Regions from separate parts of the Triticum aestivum genome. Here region 1 is linked to region 2. A link is a contact called in public Hi-C data. All regions are on one chromosome and are shown on one strand. The core of a region is the stretch at or near the end of the contact, and the rest is flanking DNA. Distances in the headings are between cores, read along the strand shown. Region 1 holds the start of LOC123060156. Region 2 holds the start of LOC123060133 (thioredoxin H5).

Region 1 (5,814 bases), core at 117-2,616, 350 kb before region 2:
GACTCCATTACTTCTTCGTCTGACATGTAGCTGCAAAAAATTACATGAAGCAAAAACACTATAAGATGGAAAAAAATCTTGTATATATGTAGAAATAAAACAAACAATAAGACACTGGCTGCACTGACTTTCATCTAAAACAACCTAATTTAAACAACAAAATGCATCTAAACAAACAAAAAAAATGCAGCATAAACCTAATCTTTACTGAGCAGATAGCATCATCACAAAATTAGACCACTGAGAAATCTAGTCATCCAACTCTGAAAATCTAAACACCTACGACTACAACCCTGACCCCTACATCTAAAATCTCAACTATAAAAACTCCACTTTCAGATAGACCCATCTACAAAAGCTAGGTACACCCTCCTCTTTTAGCTAGACCCATCTACAGATTATTATCCATATTATTATTTCAATTCTCAAGTATGTATATTGGCATATTCCATGTTTTTGCAGATGATTATTATCCAGACATAAATGCTAGCACTAAGTCTGTAAGCTTATGCCACTCTTACATGACACACATATAATGTTCAAAAAAAATCATATTTACACCGTAAAGTATGCTGGTATTTTGGAAGTTTATAGTTAAATAGGTGGTTTGCAGCAATATTCATCACATTTTGGAAGTTTATTGTTAAAAAAGGTGGTCTGCAGCAAGTAAGTTGTAGAGAACAGACTTCATTCACCAGAGAAAAATGTGATGAATATTGCTTGCATGTTCGCTCTCTCATTCGCCTTGGGACAAACTCTTGAACTGGCTGCCAGACGAAGCTCCATGTCCAACTCTAAAAATCTCATCACCTACCACTACAACCTTGTCCCCTACCTCTAAAATCTCAACTATAAACCCTAGCTACAGCATGGAACCAAATTAATCTGATGTACACAAAAAACCCTAGGTGAAATGGGGACGAATTTGGCGACCTGGAGGGAGCAACGGCTCAACTGAAACCAAATTAATCTCTACCATGCATTCGGCCCGGATCTACTCGTCCAGCGTTGGGAACTACTGGGAATTAAGCTCTGAAGGGAGATCAATCAGGCGGGGGAGAAAAAATGCTGCGAATTGCAGGCCACCATACCTGTCGTCCGCCGCCGCAAAAACAAGGGGGTCGTGTAGCTCGGCGCCATGGCCGACGATGCTCGGCGCCGCCCGATGATGCTCGCCGCCGGTCGTCCCGGCAGCATCCAGTCCCCCCGCCACTGCCACGATCCTAGATCTCGGACTCGACTGCACCGTCGTCAGAGCTAGAGAGGGGGATGGGGATGGAAAACGATGGAAGCAGACAGGGACGCCGAGCTAACGGGGATGGAAGCAAAAAAAATCACCTGAGGCACGCGCGTCCACACACCTGGAAAGAACGCGTCCGCACCGTCCTATGCCACGCGATCCGACGGCGCGCGAGACGGTCGCTCAGATGGCTGCGTGCATCCGGCTGCGAATAAGCGTTTTCCTAAAAAATTTCGTTGTTCCGTCGCATGGTACTAGGTTTTTGTGATAGGTCAATGTAGATTCCACCTCGAGGCAGTTGGCCTCGTTTTCTTTTTCTTGTACGTGTTTCATTTGGCATCAATGTTTTGACTTTACTTAGCATTGTTGAATAATCTGTATTTTTTTTTAAAACGGAGGCAAAAGATTTGCCTCATCGATTAATTAAGCAAAAGAGAATTGCCCGGTTAATTAGAAGAAAACCGGGCGAAAACCGATATAAACTTACCACATGTGGACTACTCACAGAGCATGCAACCCCATAACCACACGATCAACCCGACAACCAAACCGAACACGCAAGGTCCATCAACCCTCACACTGTTACATCGCAAAGAAGACCCCAACAAGAGAACCTCGCTAAAGACCATGCTTTTCACCAAAATGCACCGAATCATCAAGCTGCTGCGGACGCCTTTCCTGTGGCGCCACTCTTCTTTGCTTTGCTCCTGAGAGCCTCCTCCACAATTGTCTTGTCAGATCCGGGGCTAGCCCTCTCCAAACATTTGAGCAAACTGTGAATCTCAATCTCGAAGAGAATCTCATCAACCTTGTCCCGCACAGACGCCTCGTACCTCACGGCCACATGCGAGTCGGTGACTGCAACGTCGGAACCTCCACGGTCCACAGAGGCGAGCGGCTGGCTGGGCGCTGAAGGATCAGGCGCCAACATACTAACCACCTCAACATCATCAGCCACAGGTACCCCTGACATAATGGACTCAGGCACCACCGACACAAAGGACTCAGGTGCCTCCAGTTGCTCACATGACAAAGGAGAATCATGTCCCTCACAAGAGGTCGCTGGCGCGTCGACCTCCATATGCTCCACAGACGGAGGCGAAGCTGGTCTCACACATAGTTGTTGAAGCTCGGGCATGACCTGCAGCACAGGGGTGACGACCCCGGCGAAGGCCTCACCCTCAACAATACCTGACACAAGGGGCAAGACAGACACTGGCGAAGAACTGACCCCAGTACGAGGGGAGAAACAACCGAAGAGCTCCGTCCCCTTGTCTCCCACGGAACAAACACCAGAAACAACAGGAGGTCGCGACATCGGAGCAGTCGGCAACATAGCCGGCACAAGGGAGAGCTTGGTCAGAGTAGCCTCCGCCCGCTCCAAAAAGCTCTCAACACGTGCCATCAAGCCTTGCAGCATCTTGAACTGTAGCTCCACATCAGACAAGGTAGCTGAGACAGCAGTACCAGGGACGATAGACGCTTAGGACCCACGACGAAGCGCCTCGGAGGGGAGCATGAACTTCATTGAACCTTCACAGGAAGCTGGAGCTTGACGATGCTCGATGCCGAGACGCGGCATGGCAAGGCATGCCAGCTAGCTGAGAGGACGCCAGGGGTTACGGCACCCGCGTGCAAGGTAACCATTCTGCAAACATCGGGAGCATCTAAATGGATCTCTGCAAACAGCCGCACAATGCCCAGGAGCAAGGCATCTGCAGCATCTGCCATACAGCCAAGCAGGGATGGGGCGAGCAGCCAATACCAGGGCCGGTGGTGACGGATGCCGCGGACCTCGCCGCGGCAGCACCTCCTGCCTGCTGCCAAGGCCATTGACGCCGACCCCGCCAAGGTGTGCATAATCTGTATTATTGTGTGTGCGTGGATGCTGCTATCCTCCTTTTTGCGGGAAAAAGCAATTCTTTCGATGAATTGCAAGCTGTGATCTACGTATGCATGCGTACTGATGGCTCCCCGTCAGTTGGATACACACCCAATCGGACCCTACCTACGCCTCACCCCCTTGGGCCTTGGCAAACGCAGGCCACGACCGCCATGGCATGTGCTCAACACATCACTCGTGGTCATGCATCGGTGCGTGCCGCCCCGCGGACGTCGACCAGATCCGACCGAGTCCATGTCCATCCACGGATGCAGCAGCTTTGCGTTGCAACCACTCGGCGGATCCATCCATCACATGCATCCTCATCATCCGTATGGGTCGCCATTACCCATGCCATTAGCAAAGCACGGAAGCAAAAGGCCAAAACAAAAGCCAGAGCCACTGGATCGTCTCGTCTTTTTTATGTCTCTCGCGCTCTGAACTTTGCTCTTGTACGTACGCGGTACAGGGCATCGGCCATTTGCGTACCCCGGGTAGGAGGTCGGTACGCTGGGCGCCCACTCCAAAAGGCAGCCAGCCGTGCCGGAAACTGAATCGGGAAAAGGAGCGGATGGATCCAGGGACCGATGTGATGGCGTCCATGTGCACGCTGGTCGACCGATTTTGCCACCGCTGTAAGTGATCACCGGCGTCGCTTTGCGCGTACTTAGTTGGGTGATGTGATTGCGAAGCTCTTGTTGTAGGTGGATGTACTGGCATACAGTAGATCATAATTGGCGCATGATCCGTGGACCTTTCCATCGGGGTAGTAGGACGTAGTAGTGCCGTTGAGCTCCTCGGTTACTTACGCGCAACGTCTATAATATTCAATTCGATTACCCGCATGTTAGCCGAGGACAGATTGACTGGTTAATCTAGTCGTAGTTAGTCGACATGCATGAGTTACTGTGATCCAACTTTGGATGAAATCCGTTAGGAATAGTTTAATTGACACGTGCTAGCTAACAATTCATCATTAGTAAAACAACATTAGCGAAGCGGTGTGTCCAACCCCGAATAGACGTCTCGTACGGACACATGTGTCCATACAGACAGCGGTGTCTCTCGGCGGCATGAAGCAATGGGGTCTCAACGGTGAACGCGTAGTGATGGACAAGGGCAGGGTGGCGGTGCTGTCTGGCGTCATGATGACGTCAACGGCAGACTAGCAAGGTCGATGCTTCAGTACCTGCTATGAAGATGGATCGGTGGAAGTCGGCGGCGGCGACCTCTAAGAGTGCATCGGACCGGTATGTGTCCCAGACCCGGTATGAGGCTTGGCTGGGGCCTCCGGCTTTAGATGTTAATCTTTGGTGCGAGGTCTATTTGGTATTCGGCTTGGACAATCGGCAACCCGTCGTCAAGTGGTTATGAGTAGTGACAGATGTTGTCAAGATAATGGCTTCAGACTTATTAATGTATTACCTTGTAATGTCTTTGTGAATAATTAATAAAATGACTCTTCCCCTTTTTGAAAACAAAAAAATGTGTCCATACAGACGCGACTCTTCCCCCTCTCTTTTAATCTTGTAACTGCTGCCTTTTGGAGGCATCCCTTGAACATGTATATATATCTTGAGATCAATACAATTAAAGGACTAATCGTCCACTTCCTTTCAATCCTAAAAGCAAAAGCACATTGCTCTGAATTTACTTATCCTCACAAATTATAAAGAGTGAGAAAACAATTTGCAAACAAAATATTGTGAAAATCCAATAGATTGTTCACAATGTCATAATCATGTCAATTGAATTGGTATGCCACATCATCCACATTTGCAAAGTTCATGGGAGGGTGAGTAATGTCCCAAACCTATAACCTGTTAACAGTCATCAGATTGCACATGTTATACTCTTTTTTCCTTCATGAGTTTTCTCTAACGATTTCTCATAAAGGTTTTTAACGAGACAATATAAACACAAGTGTGCGTATACGCCATATCATTTTCTTCTTATATTTTCTCACTAGGTTTTAAAGAAGTTTTCGATGGCAATCAAATCACACTCTTTTCCTTATGAGTTTCTCTTGAAGTTTCTCAAAACGGTTTTTAATGAGGTAATATCTTCTTATAGATCATATGTCATATTTTCTATTTTTTCCATTGGGTTTTAAAGAAAGTACGTAAGACATATTTATTGTTCTCTAAACTCACCAATGAGTTTTCTTCCTTCTCAAAGGTTTTTCTCATTTGAGTTACCAAGGAGACAATAATCATTATATGTTGCATCACTTTTTTCTTATTATTTTTTCCATAGGGTTTTAAAAAGTCTTAGCAGCATATCTGCACTATTCTCCTCATATTTTTTCCACGTGATTTTTGGGGCAGACTCTCAAGATTATACAAAGGATTTTTCAAGATAAATGCACAATAGGCCTATAATGATGAATATTCAATAAGTCTTCAAAGATGAACCATTCAAGAAGCAATGTTGTACAAGGGGGAGTGTTAGGAATAGTTTCTCACTTCTGTATAGCTAATTGACATGTGTTAATTAGTGAACCATCATTAGTAAAACATCATTAGCAAAGGGGCGTGTCCAACCCCGAGTAGATGTCTCGTACGGCCCATGTGTCCATACAGACGGAGTGAATTGCAAAAAACTACCACAATGACGTTTAGGTTTGCAGAAAACACCGGTTTACGAATTTCTGCCAAAAAACACTAATTCTCGGCCTGATTTTTTTTTGCAA
Region 2 (5,981 bases), core at 2,045-4,544:
GTCCGTTCCGGTGCTGGTTGGTGCCGCCCACCGGTAGATCTGCGCTTTGGTCCGGGTTGGCGCGTCGCCGCCGCGGTGGGTTCGTGGTTCGATGGTGGTTTTGTCAGCCGGGAGTCCGATTTGGTGCGCGGCCCCTTGGGGTGATTTGATTCGATTGTGTTCGATCTCTCGGGAGCGTGTTTGGTCGTCGCCGTCGCCGCTAGGTTGTTACTTGTTAGGTTATTCACGTTCTTGGCGATGCGCACGTAAAATTATTTGGTGTTGTATAGGCAAGATTATTCGCTTGTTTGTCGCATGCTTACATGTGAGTATATTATCTGAGAATTACGAGGATCAGTCGTCCAGTCTCGTGTATTCATGTGAGGTTCGAGGTTTATATGATCTCCGAGATGCCCGAATCGATGCGGGGATTCGACAGCAGTGGCAATTGTGTACTAGTGAGCTACTATTTCTTTTCTCACAAGCTGGGCTTTGTAGTTGCTGTTTACTTTGATCCCTTGTTACCCTTATTACTGAACACATGAGTGCATGGGCCATGGGAGTTTGAAACATTGATATCATGATATGTTCCTGTGCCGGGCTGAGCTGCTGATTCCTACTTCTGATAGGTTTTCGATGGATTGTTTAGCTTCCTGAGTAGAATGTTTGAGTTATATTTTCACAGCTATGAGGCTGTGTCATCATCATGGAGTAGCTTTGAGGTCATAGCATGGCTGCAGCAATTTCATTCCTCAGTATGTTGTAACTAGAACAGCTTTTCTCTCTCCTTCTAGGTTGCTTGTCATGGCATCAAAGCGCATCCTCAAGGAACTCAAGGACCTGCAGAAGGACCCGCCCACATCATGCAGTGCAGGTTTGAATTTGACTTGTTTCCATTGGAGATCTACGCCATATAACACTATCTTCGTTCACACCTTTTTGTTCCCTGCTTTATCCTGGCATGCCATCTCATGGACTCTATTTCTTGTTTGTAAATTGTTTAGGTCCTGCTGGTGAGGACATGTTTCATTGGCAAGCAACAATTATGGGACCCCCTGACAGTCCCTATGCCGGCGGTGTTTTCTTAGTGAACATTCATTTCCCTCCGGATTACCCCTTCAAGCCACCAAAGGTATAGGACTTAGAAGCATCCTCGTATTTGTAAACCCTCATTATGTGTGCTCTGCCTGCTTTCATAGTCCTTGATATTGTAATCTGGAAATTTATCTGTTATTTCCACCCTGCTCATCCAGGGAGTTACACTCCCGCCTAGATAGAACAACAATGGTTCTATTTTCTTAGTCAATTAATCTCGCTGGTTCACCTGCCCTTTTATAGAGTAGAAATCCTAATAATAGAATATTAACTGCGACACATAAACAATAGGAGATATCAATCTCAATCTCTGATCTCTAGAATATAACTTGCTTACGAAGGAAACAGCTAATTAATCTTTATCTGCTGCCATATTTGCCTTCTTTGTGACTCTTTTGGGCCTGTCATGCCCATAACACTTATGATCACCTTTTTGCGTAGAGGGGGCGTAACATGTACTCCCTCCGTTCGAAATTACTTGTCTTGGAAATGGATGTATCTAGAACTAAAATACGTCTAGATACATCAGTTTCTGCGACAAGTAATTCCGAACGGAGGGAGTACTCCTGATGGGCGCTGTGTGCACTTTCCTGTTAATGCTTTTCTCAATGTCCACTCATGGTATTATAACTATCAGTGTGGCCCTTTTATGGATCGCCATAAAATCATCTTTTGGTTATATATATAGTTAACATGGATGTGGTCTTTCAAAGTTGCAACACTGTTAGTAATTTGGTATATAGGATTGTCCTGTTCATAATTTGGTTTACAGGATTGTCCTGTTTGTGTCTTTCGTCCAGTTTATTTTATCTTAAAGTAAACACAATCACTTTTCAGTTTTCATGAGGTGGGATAGACATGCTATAATGGCATGGATGATGTTGTTTATGACAGCACTATTATGATCTTGTTGCTGTTGCTAACATATATAGCATATGGTAGACAACACCTGATATTATTTTGTTTCGTCTCAATCTTCCTTCTTGACTAAAATCCACATTGAAGAACTTAGTAGGACCATGTGGTGTTTGGATGCATCATTTGTTGCTATTTGTACATTGCTAAGTGCAGTATTCTAATGTTTAGGTGTCGATATTCCTCCCTACAATGCATTTTAATCCATGGTTGTGCCATTTTAATTGGTATGTTCTCTTTTTAGGTATCTTTTAAGACAAAGGTCTTCCATCCTAATATCAACAGCAATGGAAGCATATGCCTTGATATTCTTAAGGAGCAGTGGAGCCCTGCTTTGACGATCTCCAAGGTCATCCTCGTCTCCATCCTCATTTTCTATTTGCACACATAACTCTCTATATGCTTACTAAAAATACAAGTCACTTGTAGAAGTCTGCTCCAGTACCACTATTTTTTGCATTACTTGTTTGCTACATGCTATCCCTGCCATATCCTTGTGAAAATCTGCAATATTTAGGGACACTTTTGTTGTTTAACATGTGAGACTGATAAGTTGTTCATAAGCCAAAAGGAGTGCATGTTTGTTCAGTTTTGCACTTTCCCAGAAACCACCATCATAAACCGCTTGCTGTCCATTATTGATCTGTTGCATGTTTTGATGTTGTACAGGTCTTGCTCTCTATCTGCTCCCTGCTGACCGATCCCAACCCGGATGATCCCCTTGTTCCTGAGATTGCCCACATGTACAAGACGGACCGGTCAAAGTACGAGACGACAGCCCGCAGCTGGACGCAGAAGTACGCCATGGGTTGAAGAAGACCTGCATCGTGGACAACTGAAATGTCGCTTCAAGAAAAATATTTATGGGCCATTGTTTCTTCGATTTGTTGCTGGTTGTGTGTAATCCGATCCTCAAGGATTGTAAATTGCATTCGGCGTCGGCCCTATCATCAATTGCCACTAGTATCGGCAGACATGCATGCCTATCAGCCTATTCACCTATGCTTGTTGGGTTAACCTTCATCGGTGTTGGTGTTATTTGGTAAATGTTCATTAAAACATGTTTGCTTCATGACCTTGTCCAGATTTATCTTCTTTTGGTTTTAGGTCATGTTTCGATATGTATGTATGTTCAGTTTTGTTGTTGTTCGCAGCTAAAGCATCAAGGGTAGTTGCAACTTGCAATATACCAGAAGCTCGCTGCAAAACGTGTTGGCTCTGCATATTTGCTTTGCCCCAAGTCAAACTTTCTAAACTTTGACCATTCATTCAATGATGAATCTAATGTTACTAGCATTGATTAGATATTGTAGGTGTCAGTAATTTTTCAAAAGTTTACTAGCTTTAATTCAAGACAAATGCAAAGTCTTTTTAGAGATTTCAATATGGACTACAATATGGAGCAAAGTGAGTGAATCTACACTCTAAACTATGTTTATATACATCCGTATGTAGTCAATATTAAAATCTTTATAAAGACTTATATTTAGGAATGAAACAGAGTAGCATGTGAAGACGACAGGTTTGCTGAGAAATCGCAAGCAGCGCGGTGCGTGCGCCTTTATTTTTAGATGTTTTGAGTGCTTAAAGGTAGGTGTTTGAAAAATAAATCGGCTTATGCTTAATCACCAGTGCTTAATAAGTGGAAAACGGGTTATGAAAAATCATATACAAACTCAAGCCGGCAAATAAGAGTGTCAAGGCGCAGCAGCAAACCAGCAGAGCCAGGAGGGCCACCGCCACCCGAAATACTGTGCTCTGCCGCCACCGCTGACCGGCGCCAGCACCGCCGTGTGCCTTACCTTGTCACGTCCTGGCGCTGTGCTGTGCTGTGCTGCGCCGGCAGAACGGCCATGCACGTCGCCGCCGTCCAGTTTGCTCCATTTCGCAGGCCTAAAACGACAGCACAGCAGGCACCTTCCTCCACAGTTCACACCAAACTAATTTTGGACGTGGGAGGGGGTCGGTCGCCTCTTTTCTTTCTCGCCCTCCCTCTCCCGCGCGCGCGCGCGCGTACGTCTTCCCTTCCCAGAACCCCGTTCCCAGCCGCTCCCTCCCTCGGCCTATTTGCAGATCCCCTGTCACCACGCCCTCCGGTTTCGACGGTTTGAGCTGCTGCTATTAACGGCAAGGGCCGTTCCGCCCCGGCGCCACCCGCCTCTCTCCGAGCCCCCGCCGCCCGCCGGGGTGGGCTTGCCGTGGACGACGGCCGGCAGGCATCCAACGCGGGGAAATCTCAATCTTCGGTTGGATCCCCCATCGTCAGGAGGCGGAACGTAGGCTTCTTGGTCCTGCCAAGGTATGCATGGATTGATGGATATGTGCATTTCATTCTGCTCTCAGCAATGTAGTAATAAGCAGGCTGCATGCATGGCTGCCGAAAGCTATTTGCCGGTTCCATATCATGGCATTTCTTTTTAATCTACAATATACATCTAAGCAATGTGGTAACCGTATGTTTTTTCTAGGATTAGTAGGTCAACAAAAGTTCATTTCTTTGGCGTTCAAACGGTCATATTGTTGTTGGAGGTCTCCTCCAATTTAATGAATGTATCTCCTTTGGATGAAAAAATTGACACCCTAGGATTGTCTGAAGCTGTAGCACGCGGATTCAGGCAAATATGTTGAGCAAAATTCGCTATCGTCGAAACAAACTTCTCAGTTCTATTGGATTTGCTGTGGTTGTGACTTGCGGACATCAAATCTGTTTCAATTTCTATCTAAAACAAACAGCACGTTTTTAGCTGGTCTCTTCTTGTTCATATTTCTGCAGTCTCTGGCCATTGTTTGGAAGAATTGAAGTGCCATTCACCATTTGTATGTACACCCTCTGTTCCTAAATATAAGAAGTTTTGACACTTCAATTTAAACTGTCAAAACGTCTTATATTCAAGAACAGAGGTACTCCCTTAGTGATCTAAACTCTCTTATATTTCTTTACAGAGGTAGTAGTACATATTTATATTCACCATTTCGCCATCTAGAGCTAGCTATGTTAATCATATTTGATATATTTGGTATCATGTTATCTTTTATTCAGTCAAATAGTGAAATCAGCACTGAAAATATACCTCTTTTTCCTCCTCGTGTACCAGAGTCCAGGAGTCCGGACATCCTGACGGATTTGCTCGAACCAATGGGATGCTGCGGCAGCGTGAGTAGTTTTTACTCACATACATCTCATTTACAACTGGCAACTTTGATAACTGAATCGTGCACTAGCATCTGTATTGTAAGGAAGCCGTTTATCGAGTTATACATTAGTAAATCGAGTTCTTTGGTTATGCTTCCCTTTGCAGAACCCTGTAGATGAGGAGGAACACCTAGACTACAGCTCTGGGAATGTGACTCTTATAACTGATCTAAAGAGTTGGGAGAAGAAATTGGAAGATGCAACTGACGCCAATAAAACAGTAAGTAGCCTACAACCTAACTCATACTCTGGACACAAGGATATATAGGTGCATGCAATTTCCAATTTCGAATCCCTTCAACTGTATTGATTAACCACGTTGGCATTTTTCAACTGCACAGCTTGTTGTAAAATTCAGCGCAGTATGGTGTGGCCCGTGTAGGATCGCTGCTCCTGCATACTCCGAACTCTCTTTGAAGCATTCCGATCTTGTTTTCGTGTCCGTGGACGTAGACGAACTACCGGTACACAAATGTTCCGCCAATTCATTGCTACTTTACCTTTGAGCGAATGCCCAAACTAAATGTCATTTCGATATATGCTTTTTGTCAGGAACTGGTCACGCAATTCGACGTACGTGCCACGCCGACATTCATCTTCTTGAGAGATAACAAGGAGATCGACAAGCTGGTGGGGGGGAACCAGGTCGATCTTCAGCAGAAGTTCGAACCATACTGCCGGCCAGGCGACGAAGTCATGAGTAAACAGTCTTTCGAGGACAAAACCTGATGTTCCTGCCTGCCAGTCGATAGAGCTTCAGGACGAGCACGGCCTCCATTGGCTGGGAGCATCAGCAAGG

Evidence for each region. Hi-C and Micro-C count contacts between places; a contact is called where the count stands out from the background.
Region 1: a Hi-C map of leaf shows a contact between it and region 2, with 5 times the contacts expected there. The contact joins the promoter of LOC123060156 here to the promoter of LOC123060133 in region 2. A contact is called at or near these places in 4 of 5 Hi-C or Micro-C datasets (leaf and root) and 1 of 1 datasets of contacts at active chromatin or transcription factors (leaf).

The regions. Positions count from the first base shown.
Region 1 is chr1A:497,570,302-497,576,115 of IWGSC CS RefSeq v2.1, reverse strand. It overlaps LOC123060156, which reads right to left and starts at 1,366. Exons shown (of 13, transcript XM_044482743.1): 1 at 1,092-1,366; 2 at 1-30. The coding sequence starts at 26.
Region 2 is chr1A:497,224,078-497,230,058 of IWGSC CS RefSeq v2.1, reverse strand. It overlaps LOC123060133 (thioredoxin H5), which reads left to right and starts at 3,294. Exons shown (of 5, transcript XM_044482710.1): 1 at 3,294-4,288; 2 at 5,085-5,143; 3 at 5,289-5,402; 4 at 5,524-5,646; 5 at 5,735-5,977. The coding sequence starts at 5,126. The coding sequence ends at 5,911. LOC780682 (ubiquitin-conjugating enzyme E2-17 kDa) reads left to right here. Exons shown (of 5, transcript XM_044482691.1): 2 at 774-853; 3 at 984-1,111; 4 at 2,234-2,338; 5 at 2,659-3,061. The coding sequence starts at 784. The coding sequence ends at 2,802.